Regions from separate parts of the Sus scrofa genome. Here region 2 is linked to region 1. The links are chromatin contacts, called in public HiChIP or PLAC-seq maps. All regions are on one chromosome and are shown on one strand. Each heading gives the region's core, a stretch centred on a gene start, on an enhancer-like site or on the middle of the called end of the contact. The rest is flanking DNA. Distances are from core to core; before and after follow the strand shown.

The links. HiChIP or PLAC-seq counts read pairs in DNA pulled down with a chosen protein or histone mark.
Region 2: an H3K27ac HiChIP or PLAC-seq map of skeletal muscle shows a contact between it and region 1. The contact joins the enhancer-like site here to the promoter of MLXIP in region 1. A contact is called at or near these places in 3 of 5 promoter capture datasets (fetal liver, liver and skeletal muscle), 11 of 47 Hi-C or Micro-C datasets (alveolar macrophages, brain, embryonic fibroblasts and 6 more) and 2 of 2 datasets of contacts at active chromatin or transcription factors (alveolar macrophages and skeletal muscle).

The regions. Positions count from the first base shown.
Region 1 is chr14:30,641,545-30,648,768 of Sscrofa11.1, reverse strand. MLXIP (MLX-interacting protein) reads left to right here and starts at 2,494. Exons shown (of 17, transcript XM_021073760.1): 1 at 2,494-3,031. The coding sequence starts at 2,619.
Region 2 is chr14:30,591,399-30,598,622 of Sscrofa11.1, reverse strand. It overlaps MLXIP (MLX-interacting protein), which reads left to right. Exons shown (of 17, transcript XM_021073760.1): 2 at 6,791-6,897. Among named protein-coding and RNA genes, the nearest start is that of IL31, 41 kb to the right of the region's middle. Within about 2 kb of position 3,627, at least 35 of the 83 cell types and tissues checked have an H3K27ac peak or open chromatin away from gene starts, as enhancers often do. A contact at or near this core is called in alveolar macrophages, fetal liver, liver and 3 more, where this site is marked.

The DNA.
Region 1 (7,224 bases), core at 1,245-3,744:
TATCCCCCTCAGGAAATTGATTTGTTTTAAGTTAAAAAATAGTATATATCCCTCCACATGGATATTTCCCTTTGGTTTCTTTTGTGTTAAGAAACCAAAGAGAAATAAAGAGAACACTGCAAAAAAAGTTTATAAGTAATAAGTGCCTCTTTTGGAAATCGAAAAAGGTAGATCGGACTTCCCATTGTGGCACAGCAGAAACAAATCTGACTAGGAATCATGAGGTTGTGGGTTCCATCCCTGGCCTTGCTCAGTGGGTTAAGGATCCAGCGTTGTGGTGTAGGTTGCAGACGCCGCTCAGATCCCGCGTTGCTATGGCTGTAGCTTAGGCTGGTGGCTACAGTTCCGATTAGACCCCTAGCCTGAGAACCTACCTCCATGTGCTGAGGGTGTGGCCCTAAAAAGACGAAAAATAGTAATAATAAAAATAAAATAAAAAAATAAAAAAGATAGATAAGCATGAAGAAGAAAAAAATCATCCCATCCAGAGATAACCAGCGTTAACATTATGGTGCACTTCTAACATACATAAATAATAAAAAATATATCTGTATGAATTTTAAAAAGTTGATATCAGTCATGAACTATAAGAAATCCTAAGAAACTGCACACCCCCCCAAATTTAATATCAAACTACTGATAACTTTTTATTTTTTTAGGGCCACATCTGCAGCAAATGTAAGTTCCCGGGCTAGGGGTGGAATCAGAGCTGTAGCAGCTGGCCTACACCACAGCCACAGCAACACAGGATCTGAGCCTTGTCTGAGACCTATACTGCAGCTCAGGGCAACGCTGGATCCTTAACCTCCTCAGTGAGGCTAGGAATCAAACTGCGTCCTCATGGATACTAGCTAGGTTTGTTACAGCTGAGCTGTGAAACTCCTGATAACTTTTTAAAGTTGTTTTTTCACCCAGCAATGTGTCATGGACACTTTTATATGTTAACAAATATATGTCTGCATCATTTAATAGGTGGTGTTCCATTATATTGGTGACTATAATATAGTCAATGACTTCTCTCGTTGGACATTATATTGCTTCTTTTTCTTTCTCCCCCCCCCCCTTTTTTTTTTTTTTTTTTTTTTGGTCTTTAGGGCCGCTCTCACAGCACATGGAGATTCTCAGGCTAGGGGTCAAAATGGAGCTACAGCTGCTGGCCTACGCCAAAGCTACAGAAATGCCAGATCTGAGCTGCATCTCTGACATACACTGCAGCGCACAGTAACACCAGGTCTTTAGCTGGCTGAGCAAGGCCAGGGATTGAACCTGCATCCTCATGGATGCTAGTCAGATTCGTTTCTACTGAGTCACAACAGGAACTCCAGCTCCACCCAAATTTGAAAATGAAACTGGCTTCAAAGCAGAGCACAGGAGCAGCTGTGGAGGACCCTGGAGGTCCTGCTGAGACCAGGGTGGGAGCTCCTACTCCAGCAGCCTCACTGGCCCCCTTGACACTCTGCCATCTCCCACCTTTCCCACATGGCTCCAATCCCAGGCTGGCTTTGAGCTCCTGACACTTTGACAGCTTTGTAAAAGTGTGAACTATAAAGTTGAACCATGTGAAATTGCTGTTTTTATAGGTCAAAAGTGGTTGAATATTGGTAATTTCTAGGTGCTTCTGGCATGGCTGGTTCAATTCCTTCAGTCTGTAGTGCATTTATTTAGTGCTCATTCTTTGAGAGGTACTGTGACAAGCACTTTATAGTCATTTTTTAAATTGTGACAACATTCTGAGGCACAGGACTCATTCCCCACCTCGGAGAAGAAAACCATGGCCGCGAATTTCCCCTTTTGGAATTATTCAGGGATTGGTTCCCTCTCCAAACTTAAGATCTTAACAATAATGACAGTATTGCGAGTCGTAGTTAAAAAGCTGGTGGCTGGTTCTGCAACTTAGTAGTAGTGATGCTCTAGGAAAGTGCCTTAATAAACTTTGAAGCGCCAGTTTCCACTTCTGAGGATGTAAGTAGTGTTCTTGATCTTGCCCTCGCGTTAGAAAGATCCCTTTACGGTGGTGTTCAGCGACTTAATCTTCTCATCAATAAAATGGACAAAATCTCCAGCACCCAGCAACACCTGGTAAGAGCTGTTAGAGCACAACTCCGGGCTCCTCGGGGGAAAGTGGGCCCTGGGAGGTGGAAAGAGCGCCACCCTCAACCACCACGTGGAGCTGCAAGGCAGCAGAGCGATTCCCCGGAGCGCAGGGCGGGGTCAGCACGACTTACTGGGCCAACGCCTCTCTCAGGCCGAGACACTGGCTAGAGGCACCACCTGGCCACCAAGTCCCGTACCACCCCTAAGGGAAGGAGGTGGCGAGGGGCGGGGCCTTGAGGCGGGGCCTCGGGCTACCCCCCCCCCCCTTTTTTGTCCGCCCAGATACGGAAAGGCTCCCCTGCTCCTTTAAGAGGCCGACACGGGCACCCGATTGGCCCAGACGCGTCGGTGACGTCACGCCGGGGCCGGCGCCGAGGCGGCCCAGTCGGCCCGCGCCCTCCCCCTCCTGCCCAGCCGCGCGCTTGCGGACAGTCGGCGCGCGAGCCGGGCAGGGCCGGCGCCTCGTCAGCCTTCTTCGCCGCGTAGCCCCGGGCCCCAGGGGATGCCCCCGGCCGGGTCCCCCCATGGCCGCCGAAGTCTTCCTGTGCTCCCCGCGCCGGCCTCACAGCCGGGGCCGTGCGGTGCTGCTCAAGCCCCAGGTGCCGGAGGACGACGACGACTCGGACACAGATGAGCCGTCCCCACCGCCCGCCTCCGGCGCGGCCACTCTGGCCCGGGGCCACGCGAGCGCCGGGCCACCGCAGCCCAGGGCCGGGTCGGGCCGCGAGGAGCCTCCGCGCCGGCAGCAAATCATCCACAGCGGCCACTTCATGGTGTCGTCGCCGCATCGAGAGCACCCGCCCAAGAAGGGCTATGATTTCGACACGGTCAACAAGCAGACGTGCCAGACCTACAGCTTCGGCAAGACCAGCTCCTGCCACCTGTCCATCGACGCCTCACTCACCAAGCTCTTTGAGTGCATGACCCTGGCCTACAGGTAGGGACCCGGCCGGCCCCACCTCTGGAGCGGGGCTCCTTTTGACAAAACAAGCGTGGTGGGCTGGGTCGCCGGGGGACCTTTTGGCTCCAGGCATTTCTTTTGGTCTTACCCCTTAGGGAAGGTTTATGGGTCTGGGGTCTCCAATGGAAGTGAGAGGGGCGGGTGTCCTGGGAATCTGTCAGCAGTGCTTGGCTTCTTCCGGCTTCACGTTCCCCATCCAGGCCCTCCTCTCGGTGGCCCTAGGCCACCGATTTCGGAGGAGAAATAGGTGTAAATACAGGCTGCACCCGGTGTCACTCGACTTTATCCACTCCTTCTCCCAAACGCTTTGTGTGTTTCCAGCAATAATGAGTAGTGGACAACCTGCCCAGGGGTGGCTCAGAATTTAATGGTTGTATAAAAACTCCGAATCTGTTTTCTCTTTTGTAAAGAGGGGATCAGCAGTGGTATCTGCCCCCATTGGCTGCTGTGGGCATGAAACGAGATAGGTAAAATGCTTATTCCAGTACCTGGCACATAATTTGTTGCTGCATAAATGTTAGCTACTTTTCTTATTGCCCCAGCAGAGGGAGGCTGGGTCCCCTCACATCTCCTCTATTGGGAAGGCCTATCCCAACTTGGGAGGGACCTGGGTGCCTCCTAGGAAGACTTGGAGCCACAGCTCTTGGAGGTGCAGTCTGTCCTTCTGGCAAGTTGGGGGGTTCTCAGACTGGCCCTGAACATAACATGGAGGTGTCAGTGTTTAAGGCAGGCATCCCTGGCACCATCCTGCCATGCGGATTCAGCTGTAGGCAGAGATCCTTTCATACTAAGTCAGAGAAATGCCTGGCCCTAATGGGTTAAAATGTCCTTCCACTTTCCGTTTCTCTGTGTGTTTGTTAGGTATTTGCTTGAGATAACTTCTGCCTAAGCCACAGAACTTCTCTGGACTAGCTGCAGTGCAGAGCAGCCCAGCCCTGAACAAAGCTCAAGATAGGATCTCAGCAGAGTGGAGGTTATTGCATTAGTGACTGGACTGGCTGGGGCTGTCTTAGGTCTCCTGTGCAGTCACCAGAGAAAGTTTCCTTGGAGACTCTAGAAACAGTGTAAAGAAGAATAAGAACAATCTCCCCTCCTCCCCCCCCCCCTTTTTTGGAAAGCAGCAAGCCCCAAATATATCCCAGTTAAAACATTACACATTGACCCGAAGTTGAAACACTAGATATACATGGCTCCAGGTGGCATTTTCCCCCCGCTGGAATGAGTGATTAATCAGTTTGTTCCTTTGTTATGTTCCTGAAATGCACCCCCACTCTTCCCACCCCCATTTCCTCTCATGAAGGTTTCCCTGATGGTTTGTTTGCCACATGGCTGCAGTACATTACCCAGCGCTCTCCTCCCGCTCTCCTCCCACCCCCCTTGCGTGGCATGCTGGTTAGGCTCTGCTCTGATTCTCTGGTCTTGCCAGTTTGAGCTGGCACAGAGCCTGTGAAGATGTTCTGGTTTTTTGTTTGTTTGTTTGTTTGTTTTTTAAACAAATGGTATTGAGATTGCAGCCTTCTGCCCTCTCTCAGCCCTGTTTGCTCAGCTCAAATTTTGAGCCCTTCATTGGAATCACACTCCCCTAGTTTGCAGCATATGCTATAGTGTGAGAGAGCCCTTTCTAACACAACTAGAGGTGAAAGACAGGAATGTGTTTTTATTAAGGGAACTTAATCCTCTTCTTTATTTTAATATAAACTTCTCCCAGGTACAAAGAGAGAATGGATGATTGAGTAGGAGGAGGCATGGGGTAGAAAGCTCTCACCTAAGCTCTGCTAAAGGAAAAGTAAACCAGTCTCCCCTTTGCCCTCAGTTTGGATAACCTAGAGGTTTATTATTAAATAACACCAAGGAATTTTAGTAACGGTGGTTTTTTTTTTTCCTCTTCTTTCAAAAATATTTTGGCAGCTGGCCCTTGCTCATTTAACTTTCTTGATTGCAAAAGGCACCCTTCGTTTGGTTTGAGGAGTACCTTACTCTTCCAAACCTCCAGCCCCGCTGACCCTCCTGCTTTTCAGTTATTCCCTGGACACGAATCCCGCCCCTGCAGGTCCTCAATGTGTGTCTGCCTAGTAATTTCTCATGAAGATGCTCTTTGTCTCTCTGTGTAAGGCTGATTTGGATGGCCCTGGAGTTTAGTTGGCAATATGAACTTGGGTACAGATTGACAGAGGAATGACTCAAAACCAGTAGTCTGAATGAGGACTACTTGATTCTTGATTGCAAAAGGCACCCTTCGTTTGGTTTGAGGAGTACCTTACTCTTCCAAACCTCCAGCCCCGCTGACCCTCCTGCTTTTCAGTTATTCCCTGGACACGAATCCCGCCCCTGCAGGTCCTCAATGTGTGTCTGCCTAGTAATTTCTCATGAAGATGCTCTTTGTCTCTCTGTGTAAGGCTGATTTGGATGGCCCTGGAGTTTAGTTGGCAATATGAACTTGGGTACAGATTGACAGAGGAATGACTCAAAACCAGTAGTCTGGCCCAGAAGGCAGCATGAGAGCAGAAGTGAGTTTCTGACCTCAGCTGTCCTATCACGACCAGTAGCTGGTTTTCAGAGAGGGAGGGTTGCGATACAGGGGTCAGGGAGGAAAGAAGGCTTGGCCCCAGAGGTGGGCCCTTTAGTGCAGTGTGAGCCTTCACCACTGTTTTTCAGGTTTTTCCCTTCTCTTGGGGCTGCGAGAAAGGCCAGCTGGACCTCCTCTTGTGTCTGGCTGTTTCTGGCCTAGGCTTTTTCTAACTTCAACTTCCTGTCTATCCCCTGGCCTCTTCGTTCTAGCTGCCTAACTCTCCCTGGTACACTCTGTGCCGTGTTTTTTTTTTTTTTTTTGGTTTGGTTTCCTGTTAACTGCTGCCTCCCAGCTGTTTCCAGACGAGGCTCAACAGCTCTTTGGGGGAGGAACTAAGTGCAGGGGAAGTTGTGGTTGTTTTTTCCCCAGTCACGTGAAGTGGTCTAGGGACGCTAAACATGATCTGTTCCTGAATGTGCAAAGTCTTGAACTCCTGCAGGGTCTTTGGCAAGACTGACTTGCCAAAGTCAGGGTGTTGGAGGGATCAGGATTAGGTGTGAGTGTCCCCAGCGGTCCACCTGGGGCAGTAACACTTCGAATGGATTCCAGCTGTGTACAGCTGGCCTTCAAATCCATGTCCTTCTTAGGTAAAACTGCAGAGACAATAAGGTCACTGGTAGCCAGGAGTTTGGGGGAGAAGGGAGATGAATATTCACAGAGTACAGAAGTTTTTTAGAGCAATGAAAATTCTTTGTATGACATTATAATAATGGATAGATGTTATACTTCTGTCCAAATGCTTCTGTAGAATATGCAGCACTATTCACTTCATTAAAGTGAACCCTCAGGTAAACTGTGGACTTTGGTGATTGTGATGTGTCAGTGTAGTTCATCCTTGGTTTAAAAAAAAAAAAAAAGTACCCCTGGTGAATGATGTTGATAATGGCTATGCATGTGGGAAGAGGGGGTATATGGGGAATTTCTGTACCTTCCTGTCAGTTTTGTTGTAAAAGTAAAACTGCTTTAAGAAAAAAAAATTTTTTTAACGCTCAGGATAGACATTGTGGTAAAACTTGTTTCATTTATACACACACACACACACACACACACACACTGTGATGTAAAATGTACATCAAAAAAGTTTGGAGTTCCCATTGTGGCTCATTGTGGCGTAGTCTCTGTGATGATACGGATTCAGTTCCTGGCTGGCTCAGTGGGTTAAGGATCCCAGTGTTGCTGCAAGTTGCAGCATAGGCTGCAGATGGAGCTCACATCCAGTGTGGCTGTGCCTGTGGCTATGGCTGTGGTGTAGGCTGGCATCTGTAGCTTCCATTCAGTGCCTAGCCCAGGAACTTCCATATGCCAAAGATGTGGCCCTAAAAGGAGAAAAAAGGTTTGCAAGCCACTGTAGTTAAGTTATACTGGCAAATAAAAGCACAAATTAACCTAAAAAAATTGACCTTCCCACACTGTGATGCTACGAAGCCCTATAGTGAAACGTCTTTGTTCAGTCCTACAGTGTGTGTTCAATTATTGGGACATTTGGGAAGGGAAGAAGTTGCCTCTCCCCAAGGCAGAGCTTAGAAGTTCATGGCTTACTTTCTCTAAGTCTTCCTGTCTGCCACTGTAAAATGGGGTGGATAAAGTTTCCTGCAGGGTG
Region 2 (7,224 bases), core at 2,378-4,877, 51 kb after region 1:
ATATGTAGCACACACAGAACACCCATGCTCATCTCTACCACACACATGTGTACTCCATACACACATGCTCAGCACACACTACATACCCACCCACTCACCTTGTCAGTAGAACATACCAGGAATGAGGACCTCAGGAACCCATATTCCTGCCTTGCTGCCACTGCCCTCCAAGCCTGCTTCCCCAATAGGACTTTCTTTGAATGTTAAAAAAAAAAAAAAAGGAGTTCCCGTCGTGGCCCAGTGGTTAACGAATCCGACTAGGAACCATGAGGTTGCGGGTTCGGTCCCTGCCCTTGCTCAGTGGGTTAACCATCCGGCGTTGCTGTGAGCTATGGTGTAGGTTGCAGACGTGGCTCGGATCCCATGTTGCTGTGGCTCTGGCGTAGACTGGCAGCTACAGCTCCGATTAGACCCCTAGCCTGGGAAACTCCATATGCCGCGGGAGCGGCCCAAGAAATGGCAAAAAGACAAAAAGACAAAAAAAAAAAAAAAAAAAAAAAAAAAAAAGCCAGGTGCTCAAGGGGAAGGACGAATTTGGGGTGCAGGAGAGAAGTCCCTGTCTGGGCATGGGAGCAGGGTCTGAAAACCTCACAGGCTTTCTCTGGGCGGAGACTCTGCTTGGGCAGGTGGCCCAGGGTGGAGGGCCCATGGCTCCAGGGCGATTCCACAAAATATGGCACTCTCCTCCTGCCCTACCCCTGCCGTGGCTGCTCCCCACGCCTTGGCTCCTCAATGAACCTTTGTCTGTCTGGAGCCTGTTAGTTTTGGCTCCTAGCAGTCTGTGGAACCAGGCCCAGATCCCAGGAAAAGCCAATAGAGACCGCTCTTTTGAAGAAAAAGAGTCGGAATCCTGGAAGAGAGACCAGTCTGAGCATTATTCATCCACTCACTCATTAAAGAAACCACTTAATAACCATTATCCTTGTATTTGGATCTGGGGCACAGAATTGACTTGTGCACAAGTATTATATCTGCTCATGTGATTAATTGCCTTCCCCAATTAACTAGAAGCCCTACAAGGTCTTGGACTATACCTGGTTTTCCCCTTGTTTATTTAAGAAAAAAAATTCCTATGTCATATTTAAACAGTATAAAATGATAAACAGTGAACACTAACTCTCCGACCGAGCCCAGGTAATTCTCCATTTCAGCTCACACTGTTCCCTGTTTCTTGTGTGTCCTCGTTGATTGGCTGGTGGTCTTCCTCCCTCCCTTCCTGAGTGTGTGTCTGTGAGCGTATCTCCCTGTTGCAAATACACATGATGGCCATCCTGTATATCTTGTACCTTGGTTGTCCCCCACCCCCCCGGCCAGCTTCATACATCTTACAGCTCTTGCCTGTACAATAGCCCATGTAAATGTGTATTGTTTGCTTTGATGAACGTCCAGGTTGTTCCCAGCCTTTGGCTGCCACAAACAGAGCTGCAGTTTTAATGTCTTCTATTTGTGTCTTTGTGTCCATGTGTGAATGGCTCTGTAGATTCAACTCCTAACAGCGGCATCGTAAGTCAGAGGGGATGTGCGTTTGGAGTGTCGATAGACAGTTATCTACTCGTCCTCCAACAAAGTCCACAGTTGTTAAACTTGCCCATCCTTCTATCCCCAGTGCCTGTAGTGATCAGACCTCTCTCCCTTGCCAGATTCTGAGTTGATTGAGAAGGAAATAAAACTGGAGTTGGTTCACAGCAGCATTATTCACAATGGCCAAAGCATGAAACAACCCAAATGTTCAACAGCAGATGAAGAAGTAAACAAAATGTGGTTTCTCCATCCAATAGAATATGAATCAGCCATAAAAAGGAAGGAAGTACTGATACAGGCTACAATGTGGACGACCCTTACAACTATTGTGCAAAGTGTGAAAGAAGCCCAGCCACATATTTTGTCATTTTATGCAAAATGTCCAGAAGAAACAAATCCATAGAAACAGAAAGATGAGTGGTGGCCGGAGGCCAGGGGAGGAAATAACAGGGAGTGACTGCTAATGGGGACAGATGGGGCTTCCGTTTAGGGTGATGAAATCAGCAGTGAAACCAGGTAGCGGTGATAGTTGCACAGCACTGTGAATGTACTTATCGCCACTCAGTTGTAGACTTTAAAATGGCCACTTTTATATTGCTTGTATTTTCCCACAACAAAAAAGATTCAGCAGATGCTGGCTAAACTCTTCCCTGTATTGTTGATCAAGCTGAGTTGCTGCTTCTAAGGGAACCCCAGACTCCTTTCCAGGCAGCCCTGGGCGTCGGGCTCTAAGAGAGGCCTCCGCCATCCCAGGCTCTCCTCAGAGGGGTGTGGGCCCTCTGTAGGCAGCTTGCTCTCAGGAGGAAAGGAGAAGGACCTGGAAGCACACTTGCTGTAGCACACCCACTCCACCTCCCTGGGAGGGAGGAAGGGGGAGGCAGGGGGAGGAATGTTTTGCTGATGGGTTTCCAGGAAGCATCAGGAATGGTGGAGAAGTACTGCCTCCCAACACGCAAATACGGTTTCATGACCAAATGCATGGACTCCACCCTCTGGGCCCCACAGAGCCTTTGCCTGCCTGCCTTCTTCTGGAGAGAGGGGTCTGACCAGGAGTTAGGAGCCATTCCTACCTGGGACCAACAGAGCCCCAAATCCCTGTCCCAGTACCCACCCCCCTTAATTCCAGCTCCTGTCTGTGCAGGGCTTGCCTTTTCATTTCCATTCCAAAGCAGTCTCCTGCCAGACCGCTGAAGAGACCTCTGAAGAGACAGCGGTTTTGAGAGAGGCCTTTGTTGTGCTCTGGACTTCCTGCTCCGTGCCATGAACCTATCTTCTAGGAAGGGCGGCTGTGGCAGGGGAACAGGAAGATTTTCTTTACGGAAAAGTTTAGCCCTCACTTAGTAATCTGCTATTTAAATACACCTCCCACGTGCCAATCAGACCCAGACCCCGGGCCTTCCCAGCCCAGGAGAGTGGAGGAGGGTGAATGCGAGGTCCTTGTCTGACAAGAAGCCCTGGGGGCTGCTCGGCATATAGGAGGATGGGAGGTAAGGCCAGGGGAGGTCTTTTTGTTCACTGCGGGGAAGCCAGTGGGCTCAGAAATTTTGATACTCTGTTTCTGGTGACACTTTAAAGAAGGAACATGGCAGACCCTGAGTTACACTGAGGAGTGTCCCCATCAGCTGCATCTGGTGCAGCCTGAGGGGAGCAGAAGTCCAACCCTAGGTGCCTTGCAGGGATACCACTCACCACCAGGGAGCTGTGAGTTCCCTATTAGAGCTTTCAGAATAGCTCTTGCTTTATGTTCCTTGGACACTAGACTCCAGGCACCTCCATGGGAAGGGTCCCGGTGTGCAAATGTCTGCATAGGAATGTCTTCCCTCCTCATGGAGGGGTGACATTGATGTCACATCAGAGGCCCCCAGAAGCCCTTTAGTGAGGAACAGTCCAGAAATGTGTCCAGAGTTCTCCCAGCTGTCCGTTTTGCCCAGTAATCAATCCCTCTATGCCAGAGGGCTGCTGTGTTGCTTCTTCAGACCTGGTGTTGACATTGCTGTGGGGGAGGGCCGTGCAACACCCTAAGGGGTCCTGGACACTCTTCTTTCACTCTCCCCACCTCCAGGCGGTTCAGGTTTTGGTTTTGGTTTCAGACTGACTTCTCAGTGTTGGTTGAGCGCCGCCTGTTGGCTGTTGGGATATTATGGACCTAGGGTGACAGGTGATAGCAATTGGACATAAACACTGAGCAAGAGGGAAATAGCCCAGCAGCTGAGCGGGAAGATGAGAAGCCAGAACTCTACCCTCTCAGATTTGACTTCTGGTGTCCAAGGTCTGATCACTCTCTGCATCTCCCAGTCCCTCTGTGGTGAGTAATTAAGCTGTCAGCACAATCTGACTCCTCTTATGCTCCCAGCAGCCACTTTGTCTTGCGTAACAAAGCAGGAGTAAGGGTGGGTTTATATTTGAGCCCAGTGGTTAGTGCTTAATAGAACATGCAGGACAGCAAAGGCTCTCCTCCCGGGGGTCCTCCTTTTCCATCCTGTCCCTTCTGCTTCTGTCCCCTGCTGCCACCTCTGCAGATTCTGGGCCTGCTGACCATACAGAGAAGGTGGTGTTTGAATTCTGGCCTTCAATGCAAGGAATTTGTTAGTTATAGAAAAGGTTTTTTCCCTTAAGGAAATAAAAAGATAGGGAGAGTTTCCTGTTTTGTTTTTTCCTAGAACCCCCTGCCATGTTGCTAAAAGATCTGGCAGAGGACAAGAAGGGGGGTGGTTTTGCCCAGAGGAGGGGCCTGATGCACTCTGGTGTTTACCCTGCTCTCTAGCCTGGCCTAGAAGCACCCCTGCCCTCAGGCCCTGACCAAGCTGGGTGTTTTCCACACCTTGACCCAGCCTGTCTTGCCCACCTCAGAGCCAGGCAGAAAGACCAGTATAGACCTCTCCCCCTCTCCTTGGTTTAGCCGAAGTTTCCTTATCCTCTAGGCCTCAGCTTAGACATCATCTCTTCCAGAAGGCGTCTCATGACTGCTCAGACAGGGTTAGTTAGTCCAGCTTTGTTCCCATAGCCCTTGGCTCCTGTTCGAGACACTCAGCTCATAGGCAGGACTTCCCCTCAGCAACTCACACACTCCATGGGAGCTGGGACCTCTCCACCTCCTCGTGCTCTCTCTCCTCCGCTCCTAGTGTGTTCATGACACACAATAGGTGCTCAAAGCTTATTAAATGGGTAGGTGGAGTTCCTGTCATGGTTTAGCAGTAGTGAACCTGACTAGTATCCATGAGGACTTGGGTTTGATCCCTGGCCTGCCTCAGTGGGTGAAGGATCTGGTGTTGCTGTGAGTTGTGGTGTAGGTCACAGAGGTGACTCGGATTCTGCATTTCAGTGGCTGCAGCTGTAGCTCCAGTTTGATTCCTAGCCTGGGAACTTACATATGCAGCAGGTGTGGCCCTAAAAAGACAAAAAAAAAAAAAAAAAAAAGGTGGACCCAGGCTCTGCCTTCAAGGCACTAAAGTAGCCAGTGGCTCTGCAGCTGCATGGAAGTCAGGGCTGGCCTTTGGTCATGTCTCTGTTTGCTGGTATCAAGAGGCATGTAGGTGCACCTTTTCCTCCTATGGAGGAAGCAGAGCCCCAGGAGTTTGGCAGACAAAAAGAAAGGACTTTTCAAGTTAAGAGGTGTTAAAAACCAGGCCTTTAGGAGTTCCCTGGTGGCCTAGTAGTTAAAGGTTTGGCATTGTCACTCCTGTGGCTCAGGTTCCATCTGTGGGATCTTCTGCATGTGGGTATGCCCCTCCCCCAAAAAAAACCCGGGCCTTTCAATAATAACTTAAATCCATATCATTGAGGCGGTTATTAATATGTCACATTGATATTTTACTTTAGGGTTTACCTGTCCTATTGTGTCTAAGAATGTGTATGTTGTCTGTATGTCTATGTATGTCTGTACACGCGTGTGTTTTTTTGATCCTTGTGAATTTAATCCTTCGTGTTTAATCCTGTATATTTAATCCTGTGTGTGTGTTTATACATTTAATCCCTGTTAAAACACTCTGGAGACAGTGGTATTATTGTGATTTTACCCAGGAAACTGGGGTGTCTGAGAAGTTAAGTGACTGTGGAAATTAATGGCTAGTATGAGGTTATGCTATAGAGGTTCCAAAGCAGGCTGCTGGCTGTTGAACTTGGGATGACAGCTGATGTGTAGAAGTACCTTTAGTGGCAGTGCAGTGGGAGGAGGAAGGTGTGTGACTAAGGAGCCCCTGACCCTGTGAGCTGAGGCTGCTATTGTCTGTCCCTCAAATTCCCTGAAGATTTGCTGTGACATTTTCTTTGGGGGATGCTCACAACCCTCTGGCCTGTAATCCAAAGCCTGGCCTGGTGTTGGGTTTTGGGAACAGAGGGTGGATGGGCATGAGGTTTGCGGGGTGCAGAGCAAGGAGCTTTTTGCTTTATAAACCAGGTGTTCAGGTTGAGGGAGTGTTTGTTGTTTGGGTGCTGTCTTTGAAGACTAGCTGTTGTGACTGCTGGCATACCACTGCTTGTCACGTGGAATTTCTGAATGGGTTTGGAGAAGGGGCAGGGCTGTGGCCTGAAGTGATGTAGAACCCACAGAACCCCCTTTGGTATGGGCCAGAAATAGTGCCTTGCCCATCTCAAACCATCTGAGAAAGAGAAGCCCTAGGCCACCTGCTCAAGGAGGCTCCAGGCACAGCCCTTGGAAAGCTAAACTGAGAAGGCTGTGCCACCAGGGAGCATTCCTTGCCTGCTCTCAGCTTTGTGTGCAAGGGCTCTTTTTTTGGTCTTTTTAGGGCCGCATCTGAGGCATATGGAGGTTCCCAGGCTAGGGGTTGAATCAGAACGGTTGCTGCCGGCCTACACCACAGCCAGAGCAAGGCAGGATCCGAGCCTCCTCTGCGACCTACATCACAGCTCATGGCAACTCCAGATCCTTAACCCACTGAGCAGGGCCAGGGATTGAACACACAACCTCACGGTTCCTAGTCAGATTCCTTTCCACTGTGCCACGACGAGAGCTCCACAATTATGGAAAATTTTAAACATACTCAAAAGTGGACAGACTAGGATAGTGAACCCTCTCCAGCAATTACAAACCTATGGCCAGTCCTGCTCCCTCCATACCCAACACCATGGCCCCCATCCATATCACTTTGAAGAAATCCCAAAGTACCTTGTATATTCTTTGAAGCCTAGCTTGTGGCTTGCAATGGTTTAATCCACAATTTTGAGACCTGGAATGATAGGGTGGTACTTTTTTATTTCATTTCATTTTCAGAGAAACCACTAAGTGTCCCCTCTTCCTTTTACCTTTCAGTGGCAAGTTGGTGTCTCCAAAGTGGAAGAATTTCAAGGGCCTGAAGCTCCAGTGGAGAGACAAGATCCGGCTCAACAACGCCATCTGGCGGGCATGGTACATGCAGTGTAAGTGCCATGTGGCTGGGCAGGAGGCCCTCCAGGTTCTGCCATCCAGAGGCCTCTGCACTTCCGGGCCCCGGAGCCTGCTTTTGGAACATTGTGTGTCAGACAGAAGTTTCTCGGGCAGTCTGCAGGATAGGAAAACCAAGCCAAATCCCAGTGAACTGGACACTTAACCACCATCAGCAGAGTCAGGCGTCTGTCATGAAGGTGCCCATAGTCTGCAGGAGGCAGAAGCTTTAGCCAGTTGCTCTCACCCTAACATGCTCACTGTGACAAAAGCCAATGTTTTAAAGGCAGAAGAGGAGGGTGGGGTTTGTCCTTTGCTGGGAC